2 separate regions of the Sus scrofa genome follow, and region 1 is linked to region 2. The links are chromatin contacts, called in public HiChIP or PLAC-seq maps. All regions are on one chromosome and are shown on one strand. The core of a region is the stretch at or near the end of the contact, and the rest is flanking DNA. Distances in the headings are between cores, read along the strand shown.

Region 1 (4,394 bases), core at 1,158-3,657, 230 kb before region 2:
AAGACTGATAAAAGAGGAAGAGAGAGGAGTTCCCATCATGGCACAGCAGAAACAAATGTGACTAGGAACCATGAGGTTGAGGGTTCAGTCCCTGCCCTTGCTCAGTGGGTTAAGGATCCAGCATTGCCATGAGCGGTGGTGTAGATAAAGGATGTGGCTTGGATCTGATGTGGCTGTGGCTGTGGCCAGCAGCTGTAGCTCTGATTGGACCCCTAGCCTGGGAACCTCTATATGCTGTGGGTGTGGCTCTAAAAAAGAAAAAAAAAAATGAACCAACTAAACAGTAACAGAAATGAAAATAGAGGTATCGCTATAGACCCTACAGATATTAATGACAGTGTAATAAAGTAGTTAATAAAGATATACTGCTATAAACTCTATGCCAATCAATTGCCAAGGGATAAATTCTTAGAAAACTATAATAAAATTGCCTCATAAAGTAGAAAAGTTGATTAGTCTTACAACCATTAAAGAAGATGAAACAGTAGTTCCCAATATTTTTTTTTCTTTTTTCTTTTTTTTGTCTTTTTGCCTTTTCTAGGGCCACTCCCAAGGCATATGGTGGTTCCCAGGCTAGGAGTCTAATTGGAGCTGTAGCCGCTAGCCCATGCCAGAGCCACAGTAATGCCAGATCCAAGCCATGTCTGTGACCTAGACCACAGCTCACCACAACACCAGATCCTTAACCCACCGAGCAAGAACAGGGATCGAACTCGCAACCTCATGGTTCCTAGTCAGATTCGTTAACCACTGAGCCACAACGGGAACTCCCCCCAATATTTCTTTATACTACATTTTTTTCTGTTCAGGAACATGTATGATTTCTGTGACTGATAGCAATATTTATTATAAAACCCTAGTAAATAGATCTGTGTGGTAATAGTGTAGAATTAGACAAACTAACCAATAGAGTAGAATAGGGAGATCAGAAAAAGGCCCAAGCACATAGAAAACAGGACAGGGATGGCCCTGCAAGTTCATGGGGTAAGTCTTTTTCAGACTCTTCTGTCTTTAACTGAAACACTCTGTGTCTGTTTTGTGTTTGTGTGGTCAGGGGTCAGCCAGGAATGTGGACAGATAGAATTTGAAGATCCTCTCTCTGGCCTTTCCCTTCCAGGAATCCATCTCCTTCCTTTGGGCAGCTGTAGTTGCCCTGGACTCAATCTTTTTTCGTGGACCAGAAAGATGGCTGCTTTTCCACCAGCCCCACCACGAGCCTGCACAACACACCCTGTGCCTGCCCCACTGGGGCCAAAAACAAATGGGGAGCTCACTCCCTAGCCTTATCTCTCCATACATGAACTTCCTACCCAAATTCACTTGCTTCTGGTCCCTTCCCAGTGTTCCCAGTGTTTCTAGTGCTTCCATTTTTGTTCATGTCCATCCCATAAAATAATATTCAGTCATTCCCATAAGCAGAAGTCTAGCTGTAATATTTTAGGAGCAAGTAAAATTACGTATGTATGTATGTATGTATTTGGTCTCTTTAGGGCTGTACCTGCGGCACATGGAGGTTCCCAGGCTAGGGGTCAAATTGGAGCTGTAGCTGCTGGCCTCACACCACAGCCACAGCAACACCAGATCCAAGCCGCATCTGTGCCCTGCACCACAGCTCATGGCAGCGCTGGATCCTTAACCTACTGAGCAAGGCCAGGGATCGAACCTGCATTCTCATGGATACTAGTGGGGTTTGTTAACCACTGAGCCACGACGGGACCTCTGGGGCAAGTAGAATATAAAGATCCTTCTTTCTCTGCAGGTTCTGAGCCCGTGCAAAGTTTTCCCAACCCTACTGTGAAGTCAATATGACATTTAGTGGCTTGGTAAAGAAAGTTTGGACTGATTTTAATCAGTTACATCTAGATTTGGGGCTTCCTAGGTGTGAAGGTGAGGATGTGGCCAGTGGTTATATGTTTGAATAATTGATTTTTAAGAAATGGTTACTGGAAAACAACAGCAACTAGTACCTAGCAGACTTCACTCTCCTCAGGAAGAGACAGGAAAGAAAGATGAAGTGAGGGATAGGGATGGGGAAGGAAAGGAAGAGGATGGAGGAGAAGGGAGAAAAAGGAGAAGCTTGGAGTGATCAGAAGGATCCAAGTTGAGGAGAAGGGAGAAGGGGCTGGTGTGGGCCAAAGATGCTCCGGGAAGAGGAAGCAAGACAGCCTAGAGTGAGGAAGTCAGGGATAGAAAGAGGATGAGAGAATAGCAGGAAATGTGGTTTGTAAAGTGGTCCAGCTTGGGAAAGACCTTTTTATGTCTTGGGGCAGAATTTCTATTTTATCTAACAGATGCTAACGATATGCAGTCCTCTGAGTTTGTAACCATCAAGGGAGCCTCTGCCCCAGGCCTTGTCCGTGCTCAGATCCATTCCTGGCCTTTTCCTTTAAACTGCAACCGGATCTGTTGTCTTATCCAGCAGCTGCCCTTCAGCTGGAGTGTGGCCAAAGGAAGTTCCTGGTAGGAGGGGAGGAAGGGAGAAGCTGGTGGGTGCAGTGCTTCCCTTCTTTCCCTTTTAGGTGGTGCCTCCAGCAGCGGCTATATTTACTTCATGGGTCCAGCTCCTGCGTGAGGAACCCACAAGGGCTCCAGCTTGCATTGGTGATCCGGCTGGGGATCTGGGACCACCACCTCACCCCTTTGCTCCGTCATCCTAAAAGTGGCAGTGACTTTTCTGTTCCTGCTCTTCTTGGAGTTTAGCTTTTCAGCACCCACCCCCACCCCGACCAGCTTCCTGCTTATTGTAAATACTGAAGTGGGTTCTGTTTTCCTAGTTAGTCCCCCACTAACACTAGTTAGGGGAGCACTTTCTCTCCTCTACCCTGGTTTCCATAGAGAAGGGCTTTTCTCTGATCACTCTTGACATCTTGCTCTACTCTTTACTTCCACCCATGGAAGCACATACAAAAATGATCTGTTTAGTGGGTGACAGCAGTTGGTCCACATGCTCGTTTGGGTGGATCTCTCCTGGTGGAATTGGAGAGTGAATTTTTTTTTTTTTTATTTTTTGTCTTTTTAGGGCCACACCTGTGGCATATGGAGGTTCCCAGGTTAGGGGTAAAATTAGAGCTGTAGCTGCCAGCTTATGCCACAGCCACAGCACCATGGGATCCGAGCCACGTCTGTAACCTACATCCCAGCTCACGGCTGGATCCTTGCACTGAGTGAGGTCAGGGGTCAAACCTAAGTCCTCATGGATGCTAGTCGGGTTCGCTAACCACTGAGCCACAATGGGAACTCCTGGAGAGTGAATTTTAGCACAGGTTTTGGTCTACCTTCCAGTAGAACCTAATAAATAAAGTCGATTAAAAAAAAAAAAAAACTCTTTAATTCCTAAGTCTGAATTGGCTCCCAAGGCCAATTCAGGTATGCTAATTTTTTTTTTTTTTTAAAGCTTCATCAAACTCTAAGAGTAGGCAGGAGGAGATAAGATTTGTGCTACAGCTATATTCTAGCCAAGAGAAACTTACCCCCCCACCACCACCACTACCCGAGTCTGGCTTATTAGGGGAGACCCTTTCCCCACCTTCTCTCCCCAAACATGTTCCACTAAATTTCAGTTCCTTAGAAAACTATGAAGACTATGACATAGACCCAGAAGTTCCAGGTCGGAAGCAGGTAATAACAAGGCATGCCAGCTGTATGGGCATATCACACATGGAAATGCACAGGGCCCTGTCCTCCAAAGGTTTAATACCTTGTTGTCCTCATCTTGACACTCTTAATTCTTTGACAAGATGACTTGCATTTTTCGCTGAACCCCTCAAATTATGTAGCCATTCTAGGTACTTATACCTCCCCACCCCTCCCCCGTGCCTCTTGTGGTGCACCTTTTGGAAGGGTTGAACAAGTCCTGGGCGTTCCAGTCTTCTTGGGATTTTGAGGCTGGCAGCACTGCCAAAAGCTTCTCGAGAGTTTTCCAGATAGACAGCAGAGGGCAGCAAACTGCCACTTAAGGGCTTCTCGCCCAGGAGGACTAGGGTTTGAAGCCAACTTTCCTGAATGTTTATGGGCAACAGGGCTGTGTGTGCTGTCAATTGTTTGTCTGCTTGTTTTTATCACTGAAAACCAGAAACTGTATGCCCTTGAGCCCCACCTCATTGGCTCCTCCTGTAAAGGCTGTCTGTACTGAGTGAGAGATGCTCCTTCTACCTTGAAAGCACAAGCCCAGTGGCTGGGTGAGCAGTGCCCTGTGCCATGCTGCTCCTGCTAAGGCCAGACCTGCTCCAAACTGCCTTCCAGGGGGTCCAGCAGGAGATCTCCTAGGGACTGCTTCTAGTCCTCAGAGCACACCAGCTAGGCCTGTATTTTCATCTGCATTTACTGGTGGGAAACTGGACTAAAAATGTAACCTGAGGAGTTCCCGTCATGGTGCAGCAGAAGCGAATCTGACT
Region 2 (4,473 bases), core at 158-2,657:
AGTCTACAAAATCGTAGGGCACATGGTCAGGACTGTGGACTTGTTATTCAAGTTCAGGAAAAGCAGAGCCAGCAACAGCAAATGTAGTGGAAAGGGCTCAGACTCCAGGGTCAGACAGACTGGGTGCTACTCCCTAGGAGCCACTCACTTGGAGAAAACTCAATCATCTCTTTGAGTCTCTGCTTCTTCATCCAGAGAATAGGGAATAAGGCTCTTTGCTTGGTAGCCCAAAGATAAGAATTCACACTGATCTGTTTAAAGAAACTGTGGCAAAGCAGATTTTGAAAAAAAGTGATAAGTACCATTGGAAATGAATGCAAGAAAGGGTGGCCTTTTGGGGAGTATCAATTTATAGAAGGCGTCTGAGCTTTCGTAGTATTGGAGGTAGCCTAAGCTGAACCCCCAACTAGAGACAATGTGTGTTTAAATGAATTGGTGAGTTAGTTTATTATTGGCTATGAGGCAAATGACAGATGTTTGAATACTATCATGTGCCCTAGAGGTTGACACTGCAGAGGCTGAACATCCCAGCCTCAGGTACACCATCCACCTTCCCACCGCCTACCCCCATCATGAACAGAATCCTTTAGGAAGGGACCACCAGAGGGAGGTGCAGGGGAATTGCAAGGTTTTTAATGGCCCATTGGGTGGGGTGATGGCACATCAAAAACAAGGGATTTGTTCGTGACACAGGGGAAATGAATCCAACTACGAACCATGAGGTTGCGGGTTCAAACCCTGGCCTCGCTCAGTGGGTTGAGGATCTGGCATCGCCGTGAGCTGTGGTGTAGGTCGCAGACATGACTCAGATCCTGCATTGCTGTGGCTGTGGTGTAGGCTGGCAGCTGTAGCTCCAATTTGACCCCTAGCCTGGGAACTTCCATATGCCACAGGTGTGGCCCTCAAAAAAAGAAAAAAAACAAGGGATGAACTTGCTGCTTTAGGCTGGCATGGGTTCAGCAGTTTCTGGATAGAAGCTTTCCCCTTCCCCTAAGCTTGGTTTGAAACTAAAGAATAACTCCTCTTGCAAACTTCGCCCAGGTTATTGGCAGCCATTTTTCCCTGAGTACAAATTCCATCTTGGACATTACAAGTATACTAAAAATAATCTGTACAAAGTTACAAACAACCCCCTTCCCTTCAGAAACTATTAAAATTTAAATAGGTAATCACTCCAGAAGACAGATAACTCATCCCACCTTCCATTGTGCTCCCTGCCTCACAGCTGTCTGCCGACATGCCTTAGCTGTTTTCTACCACACGCTATTGTTTGGGAAAATATTCTCATCTGGTTACACGACTGTTGAAACTTGCCTATAAAACGATGAGCCATTTGCAGCAGTGCCACAGCCGAGGGAATTAGTCGCTATTAAAAATCTTCAAACCAGGGCGTTGCCAAGGCGCCGCCGACATCTGGGGAAGCTGCCTGCAGGGCTTTGGCTCCCTAACAAAGACTCTGAGAGATGGCAGGATCTCAGTGGGGTTTCTAAATCACAGACAGACAGACAATTTGAAGCAAGCAGTTGCTTGGAGACCTCTCCAACCCCCTTAGTGAGTAAAACGTGCTGGGTTTTCGAATCTTTTCATTTCCAAGAGCCAGATGTGCCCTGACGTGTGCAGGGAAAGTAGAGAATCTTCAAGACAGGACCAAGGCGAGAAGGAAAGTAAAGAAAAGCATGTCCATGACCCACTTTTCACTTTCTCCACTATGGGCAGCTGTTCCTAAACCCCGCACACTTATCCAAATAGCAAATAATACCCAAACTAGCATGTTCCTGCTTGTAACTAAAAGTTGTAAATGGCTGTAAAGTCAGCCGTGTGTAAATGGTGGAGTGACATGTGTGTGACACATCCCAGCAAGACATGCCCACACTTTTAATTTTTGTCAAGTCTGGATTAGCCTGACAGAGGGGATCATAGGCATAAATAATGCAACCAGCCTAGGACCTGAAGTCTCTCCTGTTTCAGTTTGGGCAGTATCTGAGCACAAGTCCTCAGCAGCAGGTTTTTCTCTCCTGCTAGTGTTAAGTTAGTCTGCATTCTCGGATTCCACCTAGTCAGCTATGCAGGTGGTGGGAGTGGAGCCACTGGGGTGAAAGGAGGGGAGAGCCGACCTTTTCTGGAAGCTTCCCAGACTTGTCTCTCAAGTGGCATTCACACTTTTATTGGTATTCCTTCTAAGAGATTTTGAAAAACCATGTACCTATTTGTACATTTTTAGGGTGACAGCTAGACTATTTCATCATTAAAGAGCCGTAAATGATGTGATTTGATACATTGTAAATATTCATTAAAAAAATTAAGCCGACATACAATTGCCTTACATGTATCCAGTGGTATGTAGATATCATTAACCTTAGTTCCCATAATGACCCATTTAAAGAAATGCAAATCTTTGGAGTTCCCTTTGTGGCTCAGCAATTAAGGAACCTGACCAGGATCCATGAGGATGCGGGTTCGATCTCTGACCTCCCTCAGTGGGTTAAGGATCCGGTACTGCCGTGAGCTGTGGTATAGTTTGCAGATTCGGCTCAGATCTGAAATTGCTGTGGCTGTGGTGTAGGCCAGCAGCTGTAGCTCTGATTCAACCCCTAGCCTGGAAACCTCCATATGCCAAGGGTATGGCCCTAAAATAGCCAAAAAAAAAAAAAAAAAAAAAGCAAATCTTCAGTTGTCTAATATCTAACATTGTGGTTTCTTCTTCTTGAATTTGAATTCCATTTCTTTTCACTTCATATTTTAGCCTAATATATGGTTTTAGTCTATATATATATTTTTTTTACTGATTACTCAATATCCTTTCTGCTTCAAAACTAAGTATACAGATGAAAGATTTTATTATTTTTATTTTCTGTGACCATAAGTCTGCGAGGGTTAAATTTGTTATCCAATAAGTTTTTGTAAAAGCAAAATTTTAAAAAGGAGGCTAAGTGATTTTCCTATCATAGCTCAGTGGAAACAAATCTGACTAGCATCCATGAGGACGCAGGTTTGATCCCTGGCCTCGATCAGTGGATTGTAGATCCAGCATTGCCATGAGCTGTGGTGTAGGTCGCAGACTTGGATCCCATGTTGCTGTGACTGTGGTGTAGCCCAGTGGCTACAACTTCAATTCAGCCCCCAGCTTGGGAACTTCCATATGCCACAGGTGTGGCCCTAAAAAATAAATAAACAAACAAATAAATAAATAAATAGGAGGCTAAGTAAGTGTACAGAAAAATTTAAAACACTTCTTGCCTCTCACATGTTACTTTTACGTCTTAAAAAATAGGAATTCACATGTTGCTCAACAGGCTGAGAACCCAACATAGTGTCCGTGAGGATACACATTCAGTCCCCTGGACTCACTCATTGGGTTAAGGATCTGGCATTGCTTCAAGGTGCTGAGTGGTTTGCAGATGTGCCTTGGATCCCGCATTGCTGTGGCTGTGGTGAACACAGCTCCTATTCAACCTGGGAACTTCCATATGCCACAACCGTGGCCATAAAAAATAATAATCATAATCATAATGTTGGACTTTTTGGAGATAAATAGGAAGCTTATCACCTCCGTTTCCTTGAAATACAAAATATGCAAATGAGACACAGATCAAGACCACATCTATGAGGGGTCTTACCAAGATTTCTTCCCTTAATGAAAATGGGGGAAATTCAAAGAGAGGACACCTGCTAGGAGGCTAGTATTTCCCAGTAGGCTTTTCATGAATGTTGAGTATCTATAATCCTGTAGGAGAGACAGACAGAGAGATAGCAGAGTTCTGCCCTGAGTGGATTGGTAGGAGAGACATGAGGCCTGGCTGCCCTTCTTACTTTTCACTTACACTCTCTACTGCATTCTAACAGGCTGTCCTGTCAGAAATAAAGCGTTCCTTGACAGTGTTTGGGGGACGATGGGGAGAAGTGGTTAAGTGATAATTATCACCTGGATACCTCACTCTGTATCTGAATTTTGTAACATCCCAATGGGCACTGCAATTCTCCTTTTCTCCTCCACACATTTCTCTTAATGGAAATATGTATTAAGCAGGAGAAGAGCCCAATGACATATCAATGGTGCCTTGATTAAAAGAGCTTCATAAATACCAATATTTCAAATTGTCCTATTGTTTGGAAACCTGGAGGATTTTTTATTCCAGGGAAAATTCCTATAGGAAGATTTGGGAGGAGAGGGGGTGACAGGTGCCCCTTCTGTAAAAATAAGAGGAGGGAGTTCCTGTTGTGGCGCAGTGGTTAACAAATCCGACTAGGAACCATGAGGTTGTGGGTTCGGTCCCTGGCCTTGCTCAGTGGGTTAACATCCGGCGTTGCCGTGAGCTATGGTGTAGGTTGCAGACGCGGCTCTGATCCCACATTGCTGTGGCTCTGGTGTAGGCCAGTTGCTACAGCTCCGATTGGACTCCTAGCCTGGGAACCTCTATATGCCCTATGGGAGTGGCCCTAGAAAAGGCAAAAAGACAAAAAAAATAAATTAAA

The links. HiChIP or PLAC-seq counts read pairs in DNA pulled down with a chosen protein or histone mark.
Region 1: an H3K27ac HiChIP or PLAC-seq map of skeletal muscle shows a contact between it and region 2. The contact joins two enhancer-like sites. A contact is called at or near these places in 8 of 47 Hi-C or Micro-C datasets (alveolar macrophages, embryonic fibroblasts, mesenteric adipose tissue and 4 more) and 1 of 2 datasets of contacts at active chromatin or transcription factors (skeletal muscle).

What each region holds. Positions count from the first base shown.
Region 1 is chr2:46,388,279-46,392,672 of Sscrofa11.1, reverse strand. All of the region lies in intron 1 of LOC110259298 (a long non-coding RNA gene), which reads right to left. Among named protein-coding and RNA genes, the nearest start is that of RASSF10, 50 kb to the right of the region's middle. Within about 2 kb of position 2,407, at least 3 of the 83 cell types and tissues checked have an H3K27ac peak or open chromatin away from gene starts, as enhancers often do. A contact at or near this core is called in skeletal muscle, where this site is marked.
Region 2 is chr2:46,161,840-46,166,312 of Sscrofa11.1, reverse strand. No RefSeq gene overlaps it. Among named protein-coding and RNA genes, the nearest start is that of RASSF10, 180 kb to the left of the region's middle. Within about 2 kb of position 1,407, at least 4 of the 83 cell types and tissues checked have an H3K27ac peak or open chromatin away from gene starts, as enhancers often do. A contact at or near this core is called in skeletal muscle, where this site is marked.